Regions from separate parts of the Zea mays genome. Here region 2 is linked to region 1. Evidence: chromatin contacts called from public Hi-C data. All regions are on one chromosome and are shown on one strand. The core of a region is the stretch at or near the end of the contact, and the rest is flanking DNA. Distances in the headings are between cores, read along the strand shown. Region 1 holds the start of LOC103647033. Region 2 holds the start of LOC103647034.

Region 1 (4,630 bases), core at 1,119-3,618:
GCATTCGGAAGGCCTAGTATAAGGTGGACAGTTTCTTTCGTAATTTTTAGTTCCTTGCCAACTCCAGGGCGAATAGTCATATCCTTGTGGTCCAACTTATCCATCAACCAACGAAGATGAGAACGGCTACCCAGTGCATCAAGTGTCATGTCAAGAATATTGGAAAATCCTTTTCTAGCAACGGCTTGTCGTTGCCTCTCATTCAATATCTTAATAGTTATAATCACATCCTGAGGGTTGCATCTAACATTGAGTTTCTGAAAATAATGTATGTTAAATGTTATGAAAACAATGAAATAAATGTGGCATTAGCTATAAAATTATAACTCATAATGTAAGGGATGCAACTAAAATAACATAATACCTAGTTAAATAAACTAAACTGCATTATCTGTAGACAATAAAAAAGTGTCCAAGTGTTGTAAAATAAATATGAAATTGTAAATGCAATTCAGAACTTGGAACATAACGTGAAAATTCGACTAGATTCATCCTTACTGTATACTACTAAATAATATATAATATGTTGTATCAGGTCATAATTATTGAATACTAATTAGTATTTAATATATATGAACTCATAAGTATAACATATAACCTGCCATGGAGTTTCTAATACTTTCGGCCTCTTTGTGCATGTCTTCCGTAAGATATTCATATGACTTCCAGCAGCATTACGCTTCTTTGTAGGTGTCATGAAGTCATCGTCGTCATTGCCAGATCCAGTTTGTTCATTGGCTTCATAAATAACAGATGGTTTCTCGACAGGTGCAGGACACTGATCAGAATGCTTTGTGTTTGGAGGAACTCCAATAGAGGCCGGCCGTGGTATCTCAACACTAAAGAATTCTTGGCTTGACTCAATTGTTATGCGTTTGGGATTAGCGGGAGGACGATCAACGGACTTCATTTTCTGGGGTAGAACAAACTAAGTAAATGAAAAAGAACATCAGGAAATAATACTATACCATACATAATAATGGAATAAAAAATAACATTATGAAACTGATGGGGTATGTATAGTGTGTGTATTGTGCATAACAACATATGTAGACAACGTAACTGAGAAGAAGGAATGCATAACAACAGATATGTGAAAACTCATATTTAAATAAAACAGTACATAGTGTGCATAAATACATTATGCAATATAATTAATAAAAATATGTGTATTATAAGTATCAGAAACAACACTAATCTATTGATTGCTATTGTAAAAAAAATAAATTGTGTTCATAAACAACACTCAGTACCTATATAAAAATGAACAGATTGTAACAAATATGCAATTGAAAAAATTGGAAGGCATTATCGGATACTACATATACTGAGGCGATTCAATTAATTTCGAATCAATTGAAGGGATGTAGAAGGGGCGGGGCGAAACTGATGGACATTAGCGAGTGAAATATGTAAAAGAATGGGGGAACTCGAAAAAATGAGAGGGGCAACGAACCAGGGAAGGAGGACGACGGCGGTGAATCGATGAACAGCGGAGATTACGGCGGTGGAAGAGGTGGGGGGCGGTGTCGTCGATGGCGATCGCAGGAGCGAATGACGGCGACGGGGAGGAACTGATTTTTTTAGGGTTTGTGTCTGTTGTCTGTTGTGGGTGGACCCGAGCTGAATTATTAGCTCGGTCGGCCCGCGGGGGAGCGGCGAGGGACTGTGGGTCCACTAGTCAGCGCACAGTCGGGTGAAGGTTTGGTAACTGCATGATCATAAGAAGCATAAATATCTGTGCAAAGTATCGTAAACAGTTTACAAAAAAATAATTAATCAAGACCCACGGCAAAGTGCGTAATATAATAAATCCCAAAATGATATGTAGTTGTCAACATCGAAGTATACAATCATAAATCCCAAATACTACACCACACCCGACCAAGCCGCATCGACATGTAAATTTATGAAACGGTTGGAGTCATAATATGCAAGTATAAACGCGGCCAACTACATCGCGGGTCGTGACCACGAAGCCGGAATACCCGCGCGGAGCATGCGCACACACCGTGTCAGTTACTTGTTTATGCATACGTAATTTGAATGAAACGGATGCATAAATGGTAATAGGGGGTGCGCACGTACGCCCCACCTTCAATCGGTGCATGTGCGCGGTACTCGGACCACCTGCCACGTCGACCCGCGCCCGGCACAACTAAACTGGCAGGGGCTCCCTGCATTAATGGAAGCCCAGGGCTCCTAATACTATAACTATATATATATATATATATATATATATATATATATATATATATATATATACTCTTTCGAATATTTTAAACAATGTATTTTTCAAACTAAAATACGTATAACAAATTAGTGAAAAATACTTACATACAAAAATTAAAATAAGACGTTGCTGGAAATAGGATCAGAAGAAGATACCTTATATTAGACACACCGTATGTAACTCTAGTAGTCTATTCAGTTGCTAGCTAGCTAGCTTCTCACGAGGTTTGACAATAGTGCTAATGAGCCGTCGTGGGGGAGGAAATCGTATCGTTTTTTTTTTTTTTTTTGTCTAGATCGAGTGGCCTGACCAGCTGATCCATGGAAGCTGCCATGGAAAGAATCGTGTACGACGTAGTAGAAGGAGACTACGGTGAATTCATCAAGGTGCTCCGCAGGGTGCTCGCCGAGTACGAACCCGCCGGCGACCGGCAGAGCGTGCTGGACTACCAGCACGCGCCCCACCCCGTGCTGCCACGGCAACGCAGCCCTCGCCGCCCGGCGCGGTGGATCCTCATCACCCTGCGGGTCCGCGACGAGGGCCACGAGACCACGCTGGCGGTCCGCGACGACAACGTCTACCTCATCGGCTTCAGTAACCGGCGGGGGAAGTGGTTCGAATTCGGCTTCGGCGGCGGCGACGGCGGCTGCAGGAGCGCGCAGGTGCTCCCGGCGGATTGGAGCTCCACCTTCCTGGAGTGCGACGTCGGCTACGGGGGCATGATGGTCGGCGGCGCCATGAGGCTGGTGGGTCTGGGGCTCGGCATGTGCTTCGCCAGAGACGCCGTGCGCCGGCTCTCGTCCTACGAGCAGGAACCAGGCGTCCAAGTGGACGACCGGACCAAGCGGCACCTGGCGCGGCTCATCGTCATGGTCTGCGAGGCTGCCAGGATGATCCCGCACTGCGAGACGGTGCTCGACGACTGGGACCGCAGCTCGGCCGCCATCACCGAGCGGCAGGTGCACTTGCTGTGGAACTGGGGGCGCATGTCGCACGCCGTGCTGATCTGGGACTGGTGGAGCAGGCACGGGAGCTGGAACGGGATACCTCCGCCGTGGCCCCCTGAGCTGCTAGCTCCGCAAGTTGATGTCAGGAACGTGGGACAGGCGCTGCAGATAGTGCAGCTGCTGCTTAACTGGTCGGAGGCGGGGCCGACGGCACTACCGTCGTGGCAGCCGCCGCCACCACCTCAGGAAACGGCGGGAGAGGGTGACGACAGCAGCGACAACTTGGGGCGCTACTGGAACGGCGGTGCCACCATCCCCCACGTCCTCGGCCAACAAGCCGGCCAATGCAGGCTGGAGATCTTCGGCGTGCGCGCTGGTTTCTACATGCGCGGCGCCGCCACCATCTCGGTCTTTGACGGGAAGCGCGGCCAGGTCATCTACAGTAATAACGACGACGACAAGCTGGACGGCGACGATGACATTGCTGGTCGAAGAAGAACCATGCTGGGCTCACTGGATCACGAGAATGGTGACTGTGACAGCCACCATGGACGACATTTCAGCGAGTGGAGGATGTTCGCCCAACTGCGCTCCTTCTACAATCGGGCTGGAGTTGGATTTGGTGGCTGGTGGAACCGCCACAGCGAGACGAAGACCATCGTCACCAGCAAGCGGGAGAACGGGTCGACGACGCTGGTGAGCTCTCTCATCTGTATTCTACACTAAATTATGAATTACTCTTGCATTGTCCGTCTGTCATCTGAAAATTTATCTCTCGCTGTATCGGCGTCTGAATGGTTGGTGGTTTTCTCACAAGGTCCAATTCGACCAGGGGCATGATCTGGTGCTGACTGGACCCTACAGGGCCATCTCTGCGTACGGGAGCGTCTCCGTTGAAATCGACAGCTCCACCACGACAGACTCCTCCAACTCCTACATTGAACTTGGCATCTCCACTGCAGAGATAGACTACGTCAGAATCGACGTCTCCAAGAAAGATACCCGCCGCAGCAGCGACGACGACGGCAGGACAACGACGACGCTGCTCTGGGATTGCTACAACGAGGAAGGCGACGACGTAGCGTACGACACGGTGTTGACGCGGACCATCAGCACCAGCCATGGGCCCGTTGACGTGACCTACGCGGTGCTGAGCAACGCGGTCGAAGCCACCGTGCAGGTCAGGCTCATCCTGCTCGCCGGCCAAGGCGACGGCATCATCCTCGTCCATGGCAGGATCACCGCTGGCTACCAAGATCTCCGTGCCCGGAGCGTGCTCTTCTGCCAGGACGCGGAGGAGAAAGTGGCTGTCGTCACCGGCGGCGACGGCTCCCACGTCGTCCCCCTGTCGCGGTCCGTCGTTGCGGTGCCACTCACCTCGCTGCTCCTCATAGAGGCCGCCCTGCACACCTCGGTCGCTTCTTCTAACCACACGGCGAAGGCCGAGGGT
Region 2 (4,630 bases), core at 1,139-3,638, 130 kb after region 1:
GCCTTCTTGTTGTTATTCTGTAACAAATTGATCACCGCATTTTTTTTGCCACAATTACTGCCCCATTTCTTTGCACAATGATGCCGATAGAATGAACGTGCACAGTTAAACCAAGAAACGTGCACAGTGAACCTAGAACACATTTTCTTTTCACACATTTTTTTCCTGCTTGTTAGCGTTGTCAATGGAAGTCACATTCCCAAAGTGGCACGAGTTGCTCGAGAATTAGCTGCGCACAGACGTGACACTATCAAAAAACACAAGGATATACAGCAAATGCAGCATCAAAACATGGGAATAAGGAATCATCTTTACCCAAAGATGACACCTTCCCTTTCCTCTTTGTGTAATCCTTTACAGAAGGACACACATTTTATACTTTCCACTAGCTGATCACAATTCACAAGAGCACCGCCACACTGTGAGATCGAAGGCAAGACGATGATGATCTTGAATAGAGCTCAATCTGCATTGGCCATCGGTGGATCGAGGCCCGCCATTCGGCTGCGCACGATGCGGTGGAAGAGCTCCCGCACCTGTCTCTCCAGCGGGTCCAGCCCGTCCTTGATGGCGGAGCACGCCGCGGCGAGTTCCGCTGCAGCCTCACGCAGCTCGGCCTCCCGCTCGCCGGTAAGCGGGACCGGCGCGGCGTCGATGGCCTCCGCGAGCCGCTGCGCGCACTTGTCCAGCGCGTGGATTTCCCTGAGCAGGCCGCACGAGCTGCGGCGGTCCTTGCGCCTCCCCTCCTCGGCGAGGCGTTCCTGGAGCGCGAGGAGCGGCGGCGCCCAGGGGAACGCGGCGCGCGGCGGCGCGGCCGGGAGGTGGTGCGCCTGCAGCGCGGCGGCGCGGTCCGGGCACGGCACGGCGGCAACGAGCGCCCAGGCGGCGAGGTGGAGCAGGCAGCCCATGGCGTAGGCCGGCGCGGCGAAGCCGCAGGAGGCCTCGGTGGCGCGCGGCGCGGCCAGGCCGGCTCCGATGGCCTGCAGCTGGCGCGCCGCCGACCAGGTGCGGGACACGCTCCACGACAGCGAGCGTAAGTGCGCGGAGGGCGAGGCGCGGGACGGCGACGCCCGCGCGCGGCCGAAGGAGCGGTTGCGGTGGGACGCGAGGAACGAGGCGAGCCCGCCGCCGGCGCCCGCGGAGGCGGCGGCGGCATCGTCGGCGAGGAGCAGGGAAAGGTCCGAGAGCGCCTTCCGCGCGCGCCAGAGCTGGCCCTCGTGCACCTGCCCCTCGGCGGGCGCCAGCAGTGCGGAGGCCGCCAGCCCCGCGAGGCGCTCCCAGCGGCGGGCCTGGTCCACGCCGTCGCGCGCCGCGTTGCAGACGTCGAGCGCCCTGACGGCGCGCTCGCCGACCTCCGCCACCAGCTTCTCCGCGTCCGCGGGGGCCGTGACCCCGCCGCCGCGGCGCCGCGCCTCGGCCACCGCCGCCCGGAACTCCTCCTGGCACAGCAGGAACGCCTCCAGCAGGCGCCGGACCCACGCGACGGACATGAACTCCTCCCCGCCGGGCGCGCTCAGGCCCGCAAGGCGCACAGCGACATGGGCGTGGAAGTCCCCGAGCTCCGGGCCGGCGCCGCGCGGCGGCGGCATCGCGGCCGCCGGGGCGTCGCGGCGGAGGGAGAGGAGCGTGCGGCCGAACGAGGGGAACGGGGACGAGTGGGCGTGCGTCGACGGGGAGGAGCCCTGGAGGTCCGTGGCCGGCATGGTGTCGGTCTCGGCGTCGGCGGACGAATCGAAGCGCGGATCTTGGACAGGGAATGGCCGACAGCGTTGTGGTGGGGTCGGTGGGGCTTTGGCTCAGTGGGTCCGTGGGCGCATGGCGGCCCAGCTCAGCTCAACTCGAGCAGGCGTTTTTCCGGTGAGATTGCGTGGGGGGATGGCGGTGGTGGATGAGTGAATGGTGATGGGGAATGGGGAGGGTGGCGTGGTGAAGCTATGTATATATGTGTGGGGATGGCGCGATTACGACCGGCATTACTTTTTTTATTGGTTTTGGAAGGTTTGGGAAGAAAGGGTCCGAAGCTCTCCCCCTCCTCGTTTGGGCTAATCATGGCGGTTGGAGTAGTTTAGCAGCGCTGTGTTTTCTTATCTTTGGGCGCAAATATCCCTCTGGTATCGTGCGGTGGACAGACCAACGCAAATCCCGCGATCTGTAGGGACCGGATCCGCAAAAAGGTTTAAAGGTACGTGCAGTGCAGGCGTAGCTCGTGCTCGTGCGTGCGACGGTACACGGGAGGCGGCGGCCATTATTCTACCCGTTTGGTTCTACCAGCAGATCGTGTATGAAACACGATTGTACACAGTTTATTTGGTGGAAGATATGAGACAAGGCCGAAGGAGATAGCCACTTCTTGTAAATTGTGCTAGTGTTGCATTAGCCAAAAAAAACTACTACAGTACCCTTATGTTATGTCAGCACACACTCATATTTGATATTCATAAAAACTAAATTTAATATCAAAGTGAACACATGTTCCAGATATCAGATATTAAACTGATAAGAATAAATATTAAATTTTACTTTAACCAAAAGGTATAAACTGATAAGAACAAATATACCATCGTATTTGATAGCGATAAAAGAATAGATTTAATATCAAAGTGAATATATGGTTCATATATAAAATATTAAATTGGATAAAACAAATATCACATACTATCTTAGACGACGAAAAAGTTACGAGTCAAACGCAATTCTAATCCCTTATTTTATAGCACTATATGAAAACGCTGTAATATATGTGGTCATGTGTCGTGTTGGTGGTGTTTCGTCTAACGGGGATCGCTACAGATGGTGGAGACCGGTCGAAATCCTCCGCCCGGGCGAGCAGTTGGCGGTCAGGTCATGTTTCAGCAATCAGCGGGACGATGGCGAGGCGGATTTTGGTTATGATTAGTAAAAGAAACCGAGTCGTTTGTTTGTGCCATGGTCAAGGTCCGCAAGGAAGAGCAGGGAGCAAGGAGCAGGTCCGTGACCGCGGCGGACGCGGGAGGGGTCGTCCAAGGGAGTAACGGGCTAGTACACGCGCACGCGACGCGGAGGGCGTTCCCACCAGCACCGCGGGCGCGCGAGCTTAGCTTACGGCGCTGCCCCTCGCCTGGTGCGGCGGCGTCGGCGGCCGACCGGGGGCAGTTTGGGGAGTCCTGGAGGCGCGGGCGAGCGCGGTGGGCCACGCGGACACGGACACGCGGCTGGGGAATGGGGATGGTGGTCTGGTCGCTCCCGCTACTCGTCTCGTGGTTGGCCTTGACCCCAGTGGGGCCCGGGCTCGGCGATTGCCACTGGGAAACGCTCGGGGAGGGGAGACCGTCCGCAGGTGGGTGGGTCCCGGTTCCCAGGCATGCAGTGGACGAGTGTGGGTTCAGACTTCAGAGTCCAGACTCCAGGGAGGGAGGGAGGGAGGTGAGACCGGACGGACGGGTGGCACGTGCCGTCGGCCGCGCGTACGGACCCGATCCCGACCCCAGCCGTTCACTTGAAGTGGGGCCCGCCCGTACAAGGGCTGCTTTCTTCCGGCTCCAGGCGAAAGCACAGTGCCGCAGCCGGCGTACGTACGGCACACACGCGTCACTGCTCGCAGAATCACCGACACTACCCTACGTAGCGTCGGCACACGCATCCGGCGACCACAGCGACGTGTTGAAGTATATCTAGTGGTAACGAGATTGAGAGAAACAAATGACAGTTGTAAGTCTATATTGCAGGGGAACATTGGATTATATACAGGCTGCAGGGTACTCCCCCAAGGGGTGCGACCCTTGGGTAGTAACCCATCGGATGAGTTTGATCACATGTGAATGTTTCGCAACACTCCCCCTTGATCAACCCAAATCCCTTTGATCACCTGAAAGTCGTCTTCCAATGTACCATCTCCTCAAAAACCCTGTGGGAAAAAATAAGGAGTACACAATGTCTTTTGGATAATGAGAATAATCCCATTTGAATTCCAAAAGAAAATATGCTTGTAATCATCATGCATAAAAACCTCTGTGGGGAAAAATCAATGATGAAGCATATAACTTAGTTGATATTACCTCATTAAAAACTTTAGATGAGAAAACCTTAACAAGGCAAAACTCATACAAAGAAAAGAGTGTAATATGATGGTACAAAACAGGTCAAAAATCATGGAGAATTACTCCCCCGATCCTTGCAAGCACTTAAGTCTTCTAATACCAATCACCTCAACACTTTTATGAAAACGTTGAGTATGGTAGAGATTTTGTGAATAAATCAGTATTGATTATCACAAGACTTTGTTTGCAAGATGTTTATATCTCCATTTTTCTGAAGTTCATGGCGATAAAACAATTTAGGAGCAATATGTTGCTCCTGATATAACCTGTTTCCATCTGAACAACACAAGCTCAATTATCCTTATAGATAATTGTCGGTGGTTCAATTGAACCATGGTATGACATTGTTCTCCCATGGACCTCTAGTCCAAAGAACAATAATATGTCTATAGTCATCATCTCAAAAACCCCAGTGGGAAAAATAAATGATGAGACATATAACTCAGGCAAATATTTTTTCCAAGATAATCTAGTCAGAAAATCTGAGAAATCAACATATCAGCTGAGTCTCCTTAAAAACCCAGTGGGAAAAATAAGGAGTGCAGTCATACTCT

Evidence for each region. A called contact is a pair of places that touch in the nucleus more often than the background predicts.
Region 2: a contact with region 1 is called in a Hi-C map of endosperm, with 4 times the contacts expected there. The contact joins the promoter of LOC103647034 here to the promoter of LOC103647033 in region 1. A contact is called at or near these places in 9 of 25 Hi-C or Micro-C datasets (bundle sheath, ear, endosperm and 4 more).

The regions. Positions count from the first base shown.
Region 1 is chr2:143,634,213-143,638,842 of Zm-B73-REFERENCE-NAM-5.0, forward strand. LOC103647033 reads left to right here and starts at 2,369. Exons shown (of 2, transcript XM_008671605.3): 1 at 2,369-3,876; 2 at 3,998-4,630. The coding sequence starts at 2,554.
Region 2 is chr2:143,763,006-143,767,635 of Zm-B73-REFERENCE-NAM-5.0, forward strand. It overlaps LOC103647034, which reads right to left and starts at 2,389. Exons shown (of 1, transcript XM_008671606.4): 1 at 215-2,389. The coding sequence starts at 1,703. The coding sequence ends at 462.